Regions from separate parts of the Rattus norvegicus genome. Here regions 1, 3 and 4 are each linked to region 2. Evidence: chromatin contacts called from public Hi-C data. All regions are on one chromosome and are shown on one strand. Each heading gives the region's core, a stretch centred on a gene start, on an enhancer-like site or on the middle of the called end of the contact. The rest is flanking DNA. Distances are from core to core; before and after follow the strand shown. Region 1 overlaps LOC102554523 (a long non-coding RNA gene). Region 2 has its middle 40 kb from the start of Akr1e2. Region 3 has its middle 270 kb from the start of Klf6. Region 4 has its middle 160 kb from the start of Klf6.

The links. Hi-C and Micro-C count contacts between places; a contact is called where the count stands out from the background.
Region 1: a contact with region 2 is called in a Hi-C map of the A7r5 cell line, with 10 times the contacts expected there. The contact joins two enhancer-like sites. A contact is called at or near these places in 2 of 12 Hi-C or Micro-C datasets (the A7r5 cell line and the Rat2 cell line).
Region 3: a Hi-C map of mammary epithelial cells shows a contact between it and region 2, with 6 times the contacts expected there. The contact joins two enhancer-like sites. A contact is called at or near these places in 2 of 12 Hi-C or Micro-C datasets (mammary epithelial cells and psoas muscle).
Region 4: a Hi-C map of Schwann cells shows a contact between it and region 2, with 10 times the contacts expected there. The contact joins two enhancer-like sites. A contact is called at or near these places in 3 of 12 Hi-C or Micro-C datasets (the Rat2 cell line, Schwann cells and mammary epithelial cells).

Annotation. Positions count from the first base shown.
Region 1 is chr17:69,796,929-69,799,628 of GRCr8, reverse strand. The region is part of intron 3 of LOC102554523 (a long non-coding RNA gene); the gene reads right to left. Among named protein-coding and RNA genes, the nearest start is that of Klf6, 340 kb to the right of the region's middle. Within about 2 kb of position 1,253, at least 22 of the 93 cell types and tissues checked have an H3K27ac peak or open chromatin away from gene starts, as enhancers often do. A contact at or near this core is called in the A7r5 cell line, where this site is marked.
Region 2 is chr17:70,604,439-70,607,138 of GRCr8, reverse strand. No RefSeq gene overlaps it. Among named protein-coding and RNA genes, the nearest start is that of Akr1e2, 40 kb to the left of the region's middle. Within about 2 kb of position 1,333, at least 23 of the 93 cell types and tissues checked have an H3K27ac peak or open chromatin away from gene starts, as enhancers often do. A contact at or near this core is called in the A7r5 cell line and Schwann cells, where this site is marked.
Region 3 is chr17:69,729,427-69,732,126 of GRCr8, reverse strand. No RefSeq gene overlaps it. Among named protein-coding and RNA genes, the nearest start is that of Klf6, 270 kb to the right of the region's middle. Within about 2 kb of position 1,411, at least 16 of the 93 cell types and tissues checked have an H3K27ac peak or open chromatin away from gene starts, as enhancers often do.
Region 4 is chr17:69,612,854-69,615,593 of GRCr8, reverse strand. No RefSeq gene overlaps it. Among named protein-coding and RNA genes, the nearest start is that of Klf6, 160 kb to the right of the region's middle. Within about 2 kb of position 1,408, at least 29 of the 93 cell types and tissues checked have an H3K27ac peak or open chromatin away from gene starts, as enhancers often do. A contact at or near this core is called in Schwann cells, where this site is marked.

The DNA of each region.
Region 1 (2,700 bases), core at 4-2,503, 810 kb after region 2:
ATAATTGACTTTACATAACTATCCCTTGATCTCCACGCGTATTCTCTCTCTCTCTCTCTCTCTCTCTCTCTCTCTCTCTCTCTCACACACACACACACACACACACACACACACACACACACACAAACACACACAGAGTTTATATTTATCATTGTTCTGTATAACAAAATATTAAGCACTCATTTTTTCTGATATATGGGAGATTATGGATCAGGTAAAACTTAACGAAGATGATCATGGCACTGTCTAAAACTGACTTCATCTCATTGAATCAAATGCCCTTGAGCATATCAATTTATATCTCTGAATTTACCTGTCAGTAAAATGGGGATAAAATTATGCATCTTACTACTTTATATCATAAATTATATAAAATATAAAAAAACAGACTTCTCTGATCTGGCTAGTATTCTTGTGTAGTTGTAGGTTGAGGATCTAATTCTTAGTATATCAGAGCATGACCTAACGTGAAGACAGAAAGACAGAGAGCTAATGAAGATTTGCTTTTAAAGGCAATACATTTTTATTAAAAGGAGGTTGGGATGCAGTTGTACATAGAGGGATGACCAGATAAGAACAGAAGGAAAAGACCGCAATGCGCATGCCAAAAGAGATACCTTGCTCATGGCTAATCTGGTACTTACAGCCTCGAGAATTGTGAGAAGTTTATGTTGTTGAAGTATCTCAATCTGGGCTTTTTTTTTTTAGACCACATTGGAAAATTAGTATATAGCTATATGAGACTAGGTACTCTGCAGTTTTCAAAGGCTGCTTTAATAATTATCAGCAGTTCCTCCTGGGGAGCAAAGGACGATGGGTAAAGCAGAAATTAGACTTTGCCACTGAGCTCGTCACTAACTCTCCTTACCTCCTGCTCATTCTATTGCCTCAAACAGAGTCTCCTTTAACTTCCTTGTGTCTACGGATGTTTTATTATTGTTACCTCCAGGTATTTTTCATCAGTGTTCACTTTTTAATAGGAGGAAGAAAATAGAAATGTAAAACGAAGTATGAGTTTACAAATTATGCAAGATTCTGAGCCAATAGATTAAGAAATCAACAATATCAACAAAGTATAAACAAGCATGGGAGAAATTAAAACGAAACTGGGCTGTCACAGAAACCAGTTTATAGACCTCGGTAAACGATTTTACAGGAAGGAACTTTCGCTCACGCAGCCACACATTAAGCAGTTATGATCGGCCTGTAAACTTTCCAGTTCTATGACTCAGAGCTTAGGACCTCAAGGGAAGTGGCAAAATAAAACACCGCCCAAGAACTAACCAGGCCGAATACTGCTTAACATTCAGGCCAGATGCATTCAGGGTGCTAAAACCATTGACTTCTGAGCTCTGTTTATAATATTCCAACAGAGACAAGTACTATACTATGAGTGTCCAAATTCAAAGACCAAGAACTGCTTCTCTGTTTGACTCCAAGGACGAACCTGATAGGAGTCATGAAGAAATAGAGGCAAGACAGATGCATGAAAAGAAAGCTGGGATTGTAAAGACCAGGTTCTCTGGGAAATCACCACACCCCACAAGCACAGCATGTATAGAGTAGAACAGAAAGACAATGTGACTGCATACAACTGATCAAGGCAGGTTTATTTCAGTACAGAAAAGCTAGTTTTAGGTGCTCAGCTGATGTGAGGAGAGAGATTTAGCTAAGCTTGGTTGGAGCAGTGTTTGGAGAGGACCAGTCTTTAGGCTGAAAATATTTGCAAGACGAAAGCTGTGGTGGACATTTTCTCCACATGTATCAGCATACCACATGGACCACAAGGTGCCGAGCCCAGTGTAGCCCTGATGGGGACGGAGTAATTTGGTGACATTGTTCTTGCTTTTGGGACAGGGCCCTGGTGTGAGCCTCCAAGAGTGTTGATCACTACCGTGGGCATAAGGCTTGTTTGTGGAATAATGTTCTTATTTCACATTTCTCTGAGGAAGGTCCTTCCTGTTAATGGTATTGACTCCATGATAATCAAATAGCAGGAGTCCAAGAGGTGTGGCTAATGTCTCAGCAAAATGGGCAACCCTTAAGGCTATGGGGAAGAGCTCTAGATACATGAGTTCAAAAATATTTTTTCCACTATGCAAATATGCAATATGAATTATGAAGGGCTTCACGAATCTAAAGGAACAAAGGCAGCTGCATTAATGAACCAACTGGTCAGAAAGAAACAAAGGCAGGCGGATTCCTGAGTTAAAGGTCAGCCTGGCACACAATAAGGTTAGGCCCAGGTGTGGTAGAAATGGTGATTTCAGGGCAGAGACCCGCCCAAGTAGTTTATCCTTTGTCCTTAACAAAGGTAGACAGATCTATGAATTCTTTTACCAAGTTAAGAAAAAAAAATGTTTGCTTGCTATCTTCAGAATCAAAGAGCTAGGGTCAGGGGGTACTGACTTATAAGATAATCTGAAGGAAGCCTGGAGGAAATGACTGAATTGATATGGAAAATAAAAGAATGGATCTGTGTTCTGCAGGAGATGAGCTACCCAGTGAATTTTTTAGGATAAAAAAGAGAACTGCTTGGAGAACTGACAGACACGGAGACACACATGCCCACACACAGACACCAAGACAGAAGCACACACACAAAAGGAAGCAGGGCATAGACAGACAGATCTCTTAGAATAGCAAGCAAGCAGAATATAGACAGAGAGATCTCCAGAGAGAAAGCAGAACACTGAAGCA
Region 2 (2,700 bases), core at 84-2,583:
AGAGACAGAATTACTTGGTACTAGCATTCGATGATTCTTGCTTTGAAACTACTGGTGTGTCTTGGGAAGGGCTCTCTAAGTGTTTCTCCATAGTATCTATTCTGGAAAAATTGTAAAGTATGTGTTTGGAGAATGGCTTAAAAATAAACAAGAGGGACTGGAGAGATAGGGAAAGACGTTCAGTGGGTAAGAACGTTTTTCTATAAAAGCATGAGTACATGAATTCAAGTCCCCGGGAGTCATAAATGCATACTAATGCACACTCATGTGCACACACCGCACCCCTACATAAAAGGAAATTTAAAAACAGTGTTGGCTAGTTTTATGACAACTCGACACAAGCTTAAGTCATTTGAGAAGAGGAAACACGTAATGAAAAAAATGTCTCCATAAGATCAGGTTGCACGAAAGCCTGTGGAGCACTGCATCCTTTTTTTTTTTTTTTTTTTTTTTTTGGTTCTCTTTTTTGGAGCTGGGGACCGAACCCAGGGACTTGCGCTTCCTAGGTAAGCGCTCTACCACTGAGCTAAATCCCCAGCCCCTGGAGCACTGCATCTTAATTAGTGATCACTGGGGAAGGGCCCAGCCCATTGTGGGAAAACCCAACCCAGAGTCTGGTGGTTCTGGGTGCTATAAGAACTCAGGCTTAGCAAGCCATGTGAAGCAAGCCAGTAAGCATCATTCCTCCAAGACTTCTGCTTCAGCTTCTGACCTGTTTTAGTTCCTATCCTGGCTTCCTTCAGGGATGAACAGAAGATGTGGAGGAGTAAGCTGAAGAAACCCTGTTCTCCCTAAGTGGCTTTGGTCGTGGTGTTTGGTCACAACAATGATAACTCTAACCAAAGGGAATAAAATTGATCCAAACAAAGCCTTAGTAATGGATGAGTCAAAGAGTCACATCTACCTTACCCTCTGTACTCTTTTCTAGAACTTTCATCAGACAATGACATCATTTGCAAGAAATAAGGAAAAAGTGTTCTAAAAATTAAATTCAGCTACATATATTTATATAACGTCCCACCTTCCTCCTGTCTACCCTGCCATTCCCCCTCATCAAATTCCTGGCCTTTTTTCTTTAACTAATTTTGTTTTACAACACGCACGCACGCACGCACACACGCACGCACGCACGCACGACTTGCTGCTTGAATTTAGTGTTGTTTGCATTTTCATTATTTTAGGACTGAAGATCCGTCACTATTGTTGACGCTCTATGCATTTTAGACACAGAAGTAGGGAGGTTTTCAGCTGGAAAAGACAAAAGCAATCTGCTTTAGTGAACCCAAGCAGTGAGAATTTCGTAGTCTCGAGGTTCTATTTCCTGTTTCCTGCAGATGGCGCTAAATCCTTAGACATGTTCACATTGCTTGGCATTTCCGGGAAAGGGACTGCTTGTTTGCTGCTGAATTCTCCTAATTGTTTTGACAGTAAGTGGTGCTATAGTGTGCAAGATTTAATCCTAAAGACAGTTTATTTAAATTATTAAAAACAAACAAACAAACAAAGCCCCAAACACTACGTTTTGGCAACTGGCATCTGTGGTTGTGTCCAAGTCCTGTAAGAGGCTTTTAATAGAAATGACTAAGGACGTCGCGATCCTGTGCTTTTATCAAAGGTCGTGTCTGTCTTCTTCCTCTTTTTTTTTTTTCATAAAAATCCTAAAGCTGTTAAAGTGCCCATTATCCATTGTTCCTACTCATTTCCGGTTCCTCTGTTGCTTTGTATGGCTGAATGGCCATCTATGACAACGGTAAGGCGTTCATAGTCTTCCCCTTAGTCAGTTAAGGAACACTGCCTAGCTGTGTCCTGAGAGGCACTTTATTACTTCCCCATATGGTTCCAAGGGGAAGTTAGAGTACAATGTGACTCAGCGACAGGAAACTCAAAAAAAAAAAAAAAAAAAAAAAAGTGCCACCAACGAGAAAACAACAAAACGCTTCTAAAAGCTGCATTTGAGCCAAGAGTGTGTCTTCCTGACACTGTCGTTGTTTATTGATTCCAGAACCGAGTAGAAAGGTTTTTATGCCCTCAGGAAGAAATTATAAAATAATGCTTAAGGGTTTCTAAATATCATCGTTGATGTAAAAATCTCCCCCCCCCCTTTTTGTGTTAAAGCAGGCAGATTTACTCATGTCTGAGATGACATTTTAAGTTCTCCAACATGGTGCAGATATGTCTAATTTCTCAAAAATAAGGAAGGGGAACCTTCAGAAATGTTTTTAACATATTTTTACGTGTCCCCCCCAGGCCCTGGTTTCGTGACCAGTTTTTATTTCTTCAACGAAATAATAATTCCAGGCAAAATGAAATCAAACAAATGTCTGAAACAAATGGCTTCTACAAAAAGAGGTAACGGGGGGACTAAGAATGGAGAATGTCCCCACTTGGGAAATAACCAATGTGTGTGCTTGTGTTGTGCTTCTGCATTCTTATCCTGAGCTTAAGACAACTATAAATATTTTGAAGTTCATGCAGGATGCATGATTGACTTCAGAGTAAATTCCAAGCTCCATATTTTAAAGTTATGTATTAAAACATCTAGCATTCTCAAGTACCTTTTAAAGCTATGGCATCCTCAATCGCCCATATTTTTCAAATGGATTGATACATAAATTTGAAATGTGACTTCATTTTATTGATATATGAGTTTTAATTTTATATTTCAACTAATACACAAAATATTACAGTACTCAATTTTGT
Region 3 (2,700 bases), core at 162-2,661, 880 kb after region 2:
TGATTAAAGAGAAACATCACTTTATTCTACGTTTCTATGATAAATGATTCATTATATTTTAATTAAGTTATTATTCCCCTGTAATTTCAATGATTTTCTTCTTAGAAAGTATATTTCTGGTAAAGCTGGTTTTGTTTACATTTAACATGACCATTCAAATGAAATGTTTAAACTTTTCTTTAGTTACGGATTTTACATACTGATTTATTTTAACACTAAATGTGAAACATCGTGGATTTTATTTTATTTTTTATTTTTTGTGTGAAATATCCTTTTTAAGGATGGCAGCTTAGCAAAAACATTCACACACATGGTGCTTTCACTTTCTCCACAGTCCATTATGAATATATTAGTCGTCCTTATTTTCTTAAATAATTAGTTTTATTAGGGATATAAAAATAAAATAGATTAAATCACAGTACATAATTGAAACGTATGGTACATGGTACATAAATGTAGCCATCTGGACTCTGACTAAGGAAAGAAAAATATGGTTTTTGCTGATATGTTCTGGTCTGAACAGATGTTCCAAAACCCACGTGGAGGATGTGAACCTCTTAAAATAACACATTTGACGACCAGCACTAGAATTATCGACAGCAAATGACTGTTCACTGAATTTAATGAAATTGCAAATAAAGTTAGGATTTAAGGGAGTTTTAACAATGGAAGACAGTTGTTACCAGTCTCTGTAGCACTGCTCTGTCATAGGTGACCAGTAAATGTGCAAAATCTAGCACTTGTGTTAAGGAAAAGCAGGACAGTGTGTATGTGTATGTGTATGTGTATGTGTATGTGTATGTGTATGTGTATGTGTATGTGTATGTGTATGTGTATGTGTATGTGTATGTGTATGTGTATGTGTATGTGGGGGGGCAAATATGCATGTCTGTTCATGTGTGTGTGTTTGAGTCTGTGCTTATCCATCTGAGTTGTGTCTGTATGTTTGTGTGAGTATATCTGTTACAGTGTGTGACCATGTACATGTATCTTTCTGTGTGTCTCTGTGTCATGTGTCTTTCTCTCTGTCTCTGTTTTGGAATAACTGTCCATGTATGTATGTCTTTAAATGAGTGATCTGTCTCTGGATGTTTTTGTCTGTCTCTGTGTATACTGTGACTGTGTATTTGTATAAGTATGTACATGGCTGTGTATATGTGACTGCATCTGTCTGATTGTGTGTATCTGTGTGTATATTTATCTCTCTTTCTGTGTGTAGGAACAACGTAACAGTGTGTGTGCCATTTTAAAATAAAGGCCTGTTACACATGCTAAAGCTTCCCTGTCAATTACTTTCTACATTCCTTCTCTCAGTTGAAATCTAAGAATAACATTTCCTCTATTTAGGGACATTCCGTTCTTGTCTCGCCCATGAATAGCTAATTGCTCCTGACATTGCCATGTGACCATGACTTCAGCTCTTTAACCCACACATAACTCTTTCCTGCTCTGAGTGTGACTGGACATCCTGCAGTTAGCTTCTTAAGCATTGCTTCAAGTCGTTTTAAAGGGAAAATTAGAAGGTGGCAGTAAGATAAGAAAGAATTAATGACACTGCACAAAAGTTACCACAAATAAAGATTTAAGGTTGCTTCACGTAAACTTGTCTTTAGATTCTTTGGGTACTTTGTTGGGCAAATAGTCTCTGGAGAAGTAATTAGACGAGGAACAAAAGCTATCCTGTCCATATCAAGTAGCATTATGTTGGCCTTGGCATTGTAGCTTGACGAGCATGCAGGTTCCAAGCCACTGTTGTGGCACAGGATATAATAACGAAGGAAAGGCTGCAAAGAAGTCTAAAATTCCCACCCTGAGTAGAAGGATAAATGCACGAATGGGTCTTCAAAAACATTGTACCAAGATTTCAAGAAAAGGAGACATGAGCACAGTGTTTCTGCGAGAGTTCTAGCAAGCCAACTATCCTTGTCACTGAGGGTGATTGGTTCTCCATTACAGAGCCGTGACTACAAATTCGATCTCTGACTTCCGTGCTAGGCTAGAATTCATGTTTCCCTCTAAGATTACCACATTCTAGTGTGCAATGTCCAAAGGCATGGTCTCCAACTTAAGGCATAGGAGAAAGAGTCACAGTCAGGTCAGCTTTTTAGAGAACAGCTCCAAGGGAAGAACCATACATAGAGCTTAGCCTGGGCTTTACTCTTCCTTGCTTGCTCAGTCCGGAGCCTTGTATGCAGACACTGCACATCTATCCCAGGTCCAGGCAGTTACACTACCAGAACCTGTCATTTATCCCCTTGATTTCCATCACTAACTCTGACAGATGGGTCCTTCCTATGATTACCATCGCCAAATACATATATAGGGCTGTATGAATTACTTGACACATTGTAACCAAGGAAAACATAGCTTATCCTTGTGCCAACCATACAGTATTTGGTCTAAATATCTGTTCCTCATTCACCTGAGCACATGCATGTGTGGAGTGATAGTTACTACATGACAAATCAGCTTGAGATTTCTAAGCCCTGTCTAACTAAATTGGGACTATGTGACTACAGTCTGTTGTAATGAATTGATTTTTTAAAACAAGGTATGCCTATGTATTATCATCATACTGTGGTCCAAGAAAAAAAATGTCTCCAGAAGGCACACTAAAAGTGAGAATCACAACAGGTAACCACCCCAGTGCCACAGATGACTCAAGACTGGTATGTAGTGGTGACCAAAAGGGGAAGATTA
Region 4 (2,740 bases), core at 159-2,658, 990 kb after region 2:
TTGAATTTATTTTAAGAGAGCCTATTGATTCTTTCATAAGCTCTCTGGCCAGTACTTATACCCAGACCATGGGATCTGAAATGTGAAGGCTCTTCTCTCCTCTCCTCCTTAGAGTTTCCATTCAGAAACAAAAACAAACAAACAAACAACAAACCACTGGGCCACACAAAAGCTGGTCCTTTAAATTTAGCACTGGGCTTCTCTGAAGCAGTGCAAAGGAAACCAATAAGATGCCTAAGTGGGGTTAATGGGATGTTAGCAGTCAAACCCATCATTTGTGTTTCCTCCATGTTACAGAGGGTGGAGAGAGCACTTCATAGTTGGCTGATTTTCCCCTTCTGTTCCTGTTAGAATTTTGTTCGTAGAGTAAACTTACTCCCATCCCCTGGTGCCCCAGCTCAGGTTGTCTTGGCCTTTTCCTTACGGGTCATGTTTACCAAAGGTTTACAACTTGGCTGCAAACACCAGTTGGCACCAAACCTGGGAAGTTGGGCAGGAGGAGTTTGGCATAAACATTGCCCGGAAGCACTTTTTTCTTTCTGAATCTGAGAAAAACAGGCTAGGGTCATTTTCCAGCTATTTATGTTATTCATGCATAAATAAGACCGAGGCCTGACAGCATCAAACAGTTGCTGGCTTTTGCATGCCTCAAAAATAGATTTGATCCAAGAAAAGTAACATTTGGTAAACAAATACGCAGTGACAGGCTGTTAAAAAAAATGAAGGGGGGGGGGAAGGTGGCATGGGATGGATTAAATAGAAAGGCAAGAGAGAATGTTTCAAGAATCATTTTTTATATCAGAGAGCAGAGCCAAGAAAGTTATTGTTAAATGACTACAAACATTTAGAAATTTCTACAGACTCAAGATTATAAATAAGCAAAATGCAAGCTTTCCAGTAGATTTTTATTAAGATCTAGAAGGCACCTCAATCAAGCACTCAAAGAAAAGAATATAGAATGATCTCGGGAGGATAGGAACAAATGATGTGTTCTGAAAACAATGGTGTTTAAAGCATTTTAAAACTCGAGGAGAGAAGGAGGGGGAGCGAGTCATGAATTAACACATGTTGATGTTATAGGTCTTTTAAAATAGTTGTCAGTGTTCAAAGCCTCCCCTTGTCTCCCCTCTTATTAAATTGTTTAGAAACGCAGTTTGTAAACTGTAAACATCGGCAGCCTGTGGCTGTATTCTAAAGAGAGAAAGTGATGGTGTCAACTGTTCCCTAAAGAACGTCTTTCTGGCAAACTTAAAAGTCAGCCTTGACGTCAAGTGACTCTGGACAAGAGTCCGCATTGAGTTCTACGGAAGAGTGGGCAGAAAGGACTTTCACTCTGGAAACCCTACCAGGGAGGAAGCACTGAGAGACCAGTTTAGGGAAAAATTAAAAGCAAGCCAACTCAAACAGAAAGTAAAAATAAGTCAGTGGGGAAAGAATGTCAACTGCAGAAGAATGTAGCTTGTCTGCCACAGCTCGCGTTCTGGAACACGTGCTCTTCAGGCAAGAAAGGGTTTTCCTAAGCTTGTTTTGTTTGCTCTTTTCAAAGGAGGTTTGAGCTATTGTTAACTGCTCAAGTCAGGGGCAGTTACATCTGGTGGCCAAAAATGTATGCTACCTTCTACATTTTTTTTTCTTTTTTTTCAGAGCTGGGGACCGAACCCAGGGCCTTGTGCTTGCTAGGCAAGCGCTCTACCACTGAGCTAAATCCCCAAACCCTCCCTTCTACATCTTAGCCACACCAGGCAGAGAAATAGAATTGTGCCAGTCGATGAGAAAATTAACCTGATTGAAAGACCGTAGACATAATCCAAGGCATCTAATCAGTATACTCCAATGCCGATTCGAGCTTTTCAGGGACTCGTTTCAAATGTTTGGCTCCCTGGAACTACCTAGGTCAACTTCATCTACAACTGGGTCTAGAATATGATACATGTTCCTGGTGTGCGCTACTTCAGACAGAGTCTATAAATCAGTCTATTTACCCTACTATCAAAACTGTTGCCATGACGATGTTGTGGCTCTGAGGATAGCAAATCACATGGTCTGCAGATAAATGTTTACATCACAGAGCCACAGAGTGCCTTTGCCGACACTGAAAAGCACAAATATACACACAGGATAATCCCTTGGAGACTGTTACTGTCTGTGAAGAAAAAGCCCTAGAGAATGTGGTCTGGACACCAGAGACCAGAGAAGAAACATGCTCATCAGATAACAGGCTTCTTGGAAAGTGGCCTAGGCAGCCTTCAGTATTCTCAGAACTGGCAATTAGTTCTTATTATATTTGAAAGACATATATTTTACCTCAACTGACTAATCATGTGGCTTCTTCAAGAACCTGAATAGATTTTTTTTTTTTTTGATTCTCAATTCCTAGCACTCTGCCTGATATTTTCCAGAGCTTCAGCAGGCATCTGTCAAAGGAATAGTCAACATGAGAAGCTAGGATATAACATCCTTAGTCACACACTGATGCTATGAAATTGCAAGTGTCTGCACACTAAGAGAGGGGTCCTTGATTTGGCTTTGTTTAAGGTTTTTGTTGGTTTTGTGTGATTTGTTTTTATTATTTTAAAGGGGTCTTACATGGCCCTTTGAACTTGATAGTCTAGGATCACCTTGAATGTCTGATTCTTCCAACTACTAGAATCAGGTCTGTGCCACAATGCTTGGCTTTCTAGAGTCCTAGGGTTTGAACTCAGGACTGTATGCATGCTAGGCAAGTACTCTACCAACCAAG